Regions from separate parts of the Mus musculus genome. Here region 2 is linked to region 1. Evidence: chromatin contacts called from public promoter capture Hi-C data. All regions are on one chromosome and are shown on one strand. Each heading gives the region's core, a stretch centred on a gene start, on an enhancer-like site or on the middle of the called end of the contact. The rest is flanking DNA. Distances are from core to core; before and after follow the strand shown. Region 1 holds the start of Fkbp1a (FK506 binding protein 1a). Region 2 holds the start of Psmf1 (proteasome (prosome, macropain) inhibitor subunit 1).

Region 1 (3,367 bases), core at 237-2,736:
ATAAGTTCTTTAAGTACTTATTTTGTCTCCTTTGCCAGGGAGTTAGTTCCATTAGACCTAATATTCCGACCCTTTGTTGAGAACAAGAGATGTATTCTCCTCTAAACCTACTTCCTGCAAAAATTAGGATGCCACTGTTAGAGCCCAGTAAGGCTGGGGTATTACCCAAAGGCCAGGGTGGGCTAGGGTAGTGAGGTATTCATCCGAAGCTGGTTTGCTGACCCAGATGAAGAGACAGGAAGTATCACATCGACTAGACTGATTTATATCAACTTTCAGCAAGTCCAGGACTTTTTGGTTTTGTTTGTGGAGCTGTTGTGGTGTAGATCGCCTCTGGAGCAGTTTATAGTCCCTAGATTGGGATCTGACAGAACCAGAAACCAGATGTCACCAAAAAAAAAAACATTAAAAGTTTCTATGACTTACCAGAGGATGCCTCCATAAAATAAATACATATGTTTTTAAGGTGTTGGTGGGTTGGTTTTTGATCCTGCTGTCCAACAAACTGGAGGTGTGTGCTTTCTCCAAGGTGTGCACCCCTAAGGTACAATTCCTCAGTCCCAGAGGGCCAGAGGGCAGGATCCAGCTTCTGAATTTCTGAATTCAGCCTAAGATGGAGGCAGATTGGTTCAGCTGGACACGTGGTCTTTGGGAACGTGGTCTCTATGGTCTCTGTCTACCTCTTTTAATACAAGGTTTCTCACTGGCCTGGAGCTCACTGAATAGGCTAGACTGACTGTGTTCCTATCCTCAGCACTGGGGTTACAGGTCTGCACCAGCAACCCTGGCAGTTTTATTTTATGTGAATGAGTGTTCTGTCTATGTATCCATCTGTACACCGAGTATATGATTCCCTGGAACTGGAGGTAACAGATAGTTGTGAACTGCCGTGTGGGTGTGGGAATTGAACTCAGGAAGAGCAGCCAGTGCTTTTAACACCCGAGCCATCTTTCCAGCCCATTAAGTTTTTATTCTTTAAAGTACTGAAGGTATTCAAGCAAAACTCACAAGAGCCCCATACATACATATATGACTTTTTTCTTTTTGTTTGTTTGAGACAGGGGTTATCTTCCCTTGCTGCTCTGGAACTCGCTCTGTAGACTACACCAGGGCTGGGATTAAAGTCGTGCGCCACCACTCCCCTCTCTATTTCCATATATTTAATATATACGTATTCGTGGAAGAGTGGGCTTTCACGCAGGCTAGTGTTAATACTGACTCTTCCAAGAAGGAGCTCGGAACCTAGGGCCACTTACAGACGTTTCCTTGGTTCCACAGGTACAAGGCCTACTCACAGCTATCGTCCTTACAGGGCAATTAGTTAGGTGTGCGCAAGTAAAGCATCTCTGAGTGAGCTCGTCAGTAGCTGGTGGGCCCGTTATTACTGCGGCGTCTCCGAGGCGGAGAAACGCAGAGGAAAACCGGGAGTAGCCAACAGGACGCGCCTTCCGCCGCAGCTGCATCCGGGGGTCTGTGGCCTCCGGACTTCCGGTCCCTCCGCCTAGCTGCCCCGCTTCAGGGATGTGAGCGCCTCGCGCAAATAGGGCGGGGCGTGCCGTGCGGTGCGGTGCGCGTGCGCAGGAGCCACGAGAGGGACGAAGCCGAACCTCTGAACCGCCGCCAGGTCCGCTCCGGCTCCACGCCGCCCGTCGCGCCGCCACCCGCGTCCTTTTCCTCCTCCTCCGCCAACGCCGCCGCCGCCGCCGCCGCCATGGGAGTGCAGGTGGAGACCATCTCTCCTGGAGACGGTGAGTAGACACCCGCCGCCCGTTTCCCGGCCGCCGCTCGCAGCCACTCACCTGCAGTCTTGTCTCTCCTCAGGGCGCACCTTCCCAAAGCGCGGCCAGACCTGCGTGGTGCACTACACGGGTGAGTCGGACCGGCCGGGTGGGGCCGGGCGGGAGGGGCGGCGGCTGGGGAGTCGGGGCGTGGTGGCCGCGTGGCCGGCGGCCGAGGCCTGGGCGGTGGCCATGCCCCGAGGGACAGGCTGGGCCCGCCGCGCCGAACGGGACATGGGGTTGGCGCAGTCTCGTCCGCCCTGAACGGTGTGCGGCCCCGGATGCCGCAGGGAGCCTACTGTCCAACCGTAGAAACTGAGGCTGGGGCGAACTCATCGCCTGGCGGAGGTCACACGCTCCCGGCCAGGGACCCTTCGGGAAGATTTGAACCGTTTCTGAACCCCGATGGCTTGATGCCTTCTTCGTGCGTCGGGATTCTTCCTTCAGTAGATAGAAGGGGAGAAAATTCCTAGTCTGCCCAGCCACCCTTTCCCAGGGAAACCCTTGAATTCACCTTTCTGGGGCGGGTGGGAAACGACCCACTTGCGAAGTCATTATTGTGGCTTCACGTGCCCTCTCAGAAATAGATAATGCAATGTCTATTTCTCTTTGACCCACTTGCAAATCTCAGCCTCCATGGCAGTGATTTCCAGACCAAAGGATGTATACCATAACATTTTCCTTTCCCCTTTCTGGGAGTAGAGACTTTCTCACCCCCATTTTTAAAGATAAAGGAAACTGGGGGGTCGTGAATGCAGTGCACAGTAACTAAGTCAAAGGAGATTTTAAAGACGCGCATACTCAGCCAGAATTGAAGCATCAAGACTGCTGGCCCTGGGACCATTTTTTACTCCATGCCCTTACAAGGTCTTCCTGGGTTGGGGAGGGGGAGGGGGAGCTGACTGTGCCTTCATAGCTAGGCAGAGTGGTGTAGCCACAGCTGATATGAATCGGCTTCCCTCCCCCTCCTTCCCTTTCCCACCCTTTCCTTTGTCCCCCTCCCCATCCTTCCTCTGTTTCGTCTGCTTCTCCCTGCTCCCCTCCACTGTCACCACCCCCACCTTTTTTTTTTTTTCCTGCCTGATCTGGCCAAGCTGTTCTGGCTCAAGTTGCCTTTCTCTCCCTAATCAGGGGAGGATCCCGATCTTGAGGGAAATGACTTACAGGGAAGGGAAGACAAGACAGCCCGCTCACATCCTCCTCTCTGTGCCCCCTTACTTCTATGACTTCTTGAGTAGAGAAGCGGGCAGGAGATGGCAGAAGTTAAGGACTAGGACCTTTAAAAAGCTGCCAATGGAAGGAATATTGAAATACATCTTGGCAAGAACAGACTCTTCTCATGGACCAAATCGCAGTAGCTGTTGTGGTAAGACCAATCAGCACCTTAGTTTGGGAGGGCTAATAGAGGAACAGTCATCCGTTTAGTCACCTCTGAAAGCAAGTTGAAAAAGGATGCTGTTGCTTTTTAAAAAACAAACATGTGTTTAAGGCAGTTTTAATAGAGTTCCTCATTTGTGACCCCCCCCCCACTGTGAGATTATTTTCGTTGCTGGTTCATAACTAACTAATTTTGCTATTGTTATGGATCA
Region 2 (3,367 bases), core at 633-3,132, 200 kb after region 1:
TAAGGCAGGGCTGGCAGACCTTACCTGTGTTCAGTCAAGACCTTTGACTCTCTCCTGTCCTACATGGACAGCACTGGCCCTACCAGCAGGCGCTCTTGACTTACAGACAACCTGCTCTGCTCCCCACCTCGACACCTTCATTCCGGAGCAAGAAATAATCGCTAGGGTCAGGTAAAGCTCACAGCCTCACTGTGGTAAGGTGAAACGGATACTCCACAGAAAACAGAAGCTAGACAGGCCCAACACATCATGTGGCTGTCCTCTGCACCTTGATATAAAATATCAAGTGTCCCACAAGGCTATGGTTGGCAGATAACGAAAGCATATGTTTGTACCATGTAACTTCCTCAGATGAAGACTCAAAGGCCTGAGAGTGGCTGCGACCTATGAAAGGTTAGAGCAGGGCAGGCTGGAGATTCTTCCAGACAGACTGGTAAGGTAAAGAAAGGTAAAGCTAGCTGTCTTCTATAGACAAAATCCTGAGGCTAGAAACATTCCTTAATGGCCACTGGGCTCACCCTAGTGCCTCTGGGCTAGAATGCAACCAACCAACCAACCAACCAACCAAAACTGCACACATAAACAGGTCATTCTCTCTTTATAATCTTCAGACTCCCACAACACAATGCCAATTTTTCTAACTCGTATCTATGGCCATCTCCATGGCCCTCCACTGACCTTATCTCACACGGCTACAGAGCTCTCATGGGGAGTAGCCGTGCCCTCAATAAGGAGACCAATCAATGCCTGTTTGTTCAAGTCAACAAACATGTTCTTGAGATCAAATATTACAAGCCCAGCTCTATAGCACTGGAGGCAAAAAAGCAAAGAGAAAGTGGGCAGCATGACTCTTTAGCTGCTGAGTTGGTATTACCCAGTCAAGTGCGTGCTTTGTTCCTCTCATCACCCACAGAAGGAGGGTGGCAGGAGGCAGCTAGAGGACCAACACAAATACCTGCTGAGTCCAGCAAGCATTACTAATCTGCTGGCCACAGGCTGGAAAATAAAACTCTCTAGTAGATAAATTAACAGTTAATGGCCTCTCAATTTTTAACTAATTAATTAAAAAAAATTTTTTTTTGGCTTCTACCCTGAAAACGCATACCCATCAGCAGAGAATGGAGGCAAGGGCAGCCTGAGCCCAGAAAGTACTTCAGGAGAACGGACAGCAAGAATCAAACGCAGCATTCAAGTCTGAAATCCAAACACTGTCCCCTCGAAGAAGGGGTCCTAGAATATGGCTGAGTAGGTCAAAGTTCACTGCCACACCAGTGCTTGAATCCAGATGCTTGGAGTTGAGGGTGTAGCACGGAGTATTCTACGGCAGATGCTTTGGGTAAACTGGTGGATGAGGACCTTGAGGAAGCTACTAGCCTGTCTCAGTCAGATCCACACAACCCCGGCTGTGTCGGGGACGCCTTTACACGTCCGTTCCCGAGTTTACACGCACGCTGTGCCCGTTGTCGGCACCAGCACCAGGCGCGCTAAAGTGCGGCATCAGAAGCCTCGCTCGGGCCCTGGCTTTGGCACGGTCAGGGCAGGCCTTTGGGCCTCGGGCTGCAGACTCCCCTCCACCCGCGTACCTGGTCGCCCGTGCCCAAGGCATAGTAGCCGTTTGTCACCACTTCCCAGTGCAGGAAGCAGACGAGTGCGTCCTGCGGGCAGCTCATGGATGGAGCGGCCGACGCGAAGAGAACCTCGAGACCCGCCATGGATGTTTGCGGCTTCTGTGGGAAAGGAAGAAAAGGAGGGGACTATGCAGAAAGCCGCTCCGCCTAAGAGAAGCGGGACCGCGAGCGGCAGCGACGCCTTTTGATGCCGCCTTCGCTTTCGGCTCTGTCCGCACCTGCGCGGAAAAGTGGAAACGCGGAAACGCAGAGACGCGCACCGGAAATACTTGTTGACTTTGTGCGTGCTCCGGGCTGGAAACACCTGCACCGAACTAGAAGGTTCCACTAAGAAGCGCGCAGGCTAGGGCTTATCTTCTCAAAGCCTTTTTGCCTGCAGCAGGCGACTGCTGAGTGCCAGGCTGTTCGTTCCTGGGGAGAGACTGCCTTCTACCAACTACAGTAGACTTCTCATCTGCGAAGTGGAGTGTGTACTAGGCCGGGGGAAAATTTAGGCAATCTGTCTTAGATGTTTTCATCGTAATTTATTAGCATGCCTGCAGTACTTCTTGCCTGATAGCACTTTATTCTACATGCTAAACTTTAATGCATTTATCAAAATTTCCAGATCCAGTATTATACAGTTGGTATTGATGACAGTACTCTGCCACTACATAGATTTGGAAATCGTGTCACAATCAGCCAGTGAGCAATAGAGGTGCCCCTGGGAACTGGTAATTTGGTCTCTAGGATAGCATTTATATGTATGTTGATTGCATGCTAAATCCTGTGCCAAAACCTTTACATCCCCTCTCAACAAATTCATGGGGTATATTTTATTACCCATCCTCACTTTGCGAGTGATATAAAGAGCAGAAAGAGTGAAATGACTTCACCCAAGTAAACACAGCTTTTGACCACATCTAGAGCCCAGAGATAACTGACAAATGCTAGCCACTTGTGCCCCAATCTCCATCAAGATTTTTTTAACCACCTGTTGTTTCTCCATGTTTCTTGAAGTCCAATACTTTTTTGTAGACAAATAAATTTTGCCATGTTGGTTGGTACCATGACCCAAACCATTGTCATTTTTTTTTTCTTGGTTGCCTGGCATCAGCCTTGTATGCTACACTGGTTTCACCCTACAACCAGAGAGATTCTGTTAAAACACAGGGAAGACCATGTTCCTTAGGCCCAAGCCACACCTCAAAGGCGAAGTTCACTCTAGGTCTGTCACCCTCTCACTCCACAGGCCCTGTGCCTTTCTGATATCACCTCCAAGTGTCCTTTCATTCTCTGATCTCCTTGGCTCCAGTGACCTTGACTTCTCTCAGCTCTCATGCCTAGGTTAACATGCCACAGGTCTTGCCCTGATGGAACTTTGTAGTGTTTCTTTTTAATAGACAAAAAGCAATCCAGTATGAAATCTGTCATTTGGGGGTGCTGAGAGAGCTATACAAGGCCCACAGGAAGCCTATGTTCCAAGCAAGGATCAGGAAGGGTTTCTTGGATTAAGAAATGGCCAATTGCACAGAACTCTCATGGAAGAATAAAGAAGAAATGTTCCTGTAAAAGCATATAGCATACGTGAAGGCACCAAGGTGGGAAATGTAGCTACCCCCGTGTAACTGGAGACTCAACACTGCCCCTCTCATCTCTTCCTCATCTTTAACTACTCTCCACACCTGTCCTCAGCCTGGATGTCATGACCCCCAGGGGTTGCATAGCAGATTTCCCTCAAATTAGATATTTATATTGTG

What was found. Capture Hi-C pulls out chosen DNA fragments and counts their contacts.
Region 2: a contact with region 1 is called in a promoter capture Hi-C map of pancreatic islet. The contact joins the promoter of Psmf1 here to the promoter of Fkbp1a in region 1. A contact is called at or near these places in 2 of 39 promoter capture datasets (macrophages and pre-B cells), 7 of 484 Hi-C or Micro-C datasets (CD4 T cells, embryonic stem cells, erythroblasts and 2 more), 7 of 115 datasets of contacts at active chromatin or transcription factors (double positive thymocytes, effector CD8 T cells, embryonic stem cells and 4 more) and 5 of 9 other capture datasets (adipose tissue, embryonic stem cells, liver and 2 more).

The regions. Positions count from the first base shown.
Region 1 is chr2:151,540,997-151,544,363 of GRCm38.p6, forward strand. Fkbp1a (FK506 binding protein 1a) reads left to right here and starts at 1,487. Exons shown (of 5, transcript NM_008019.3): 1 at 1,487-1,748; 2 at 1,822-1,869. The coding sequence starts at 1,712. Gm14167 (predicted gene 14167) reads right to left here and starts at 1,475. Exons shown (of 3, transcript NR_166213.1): 1 at 1,257-1,475; 2 at 427-608.
Region 2 is chr2:151,739,428-151,742,794 of GRCm38.p6, forward strand. Psmf1 (proteasome (prosome, macropain) inhibitor subunit 1) reads right to left here and starts at 1,883. Exons shown (of 7, transcript NM_212446.2): 1 at 1,584-1,883. The coding sequence starts at 1,712.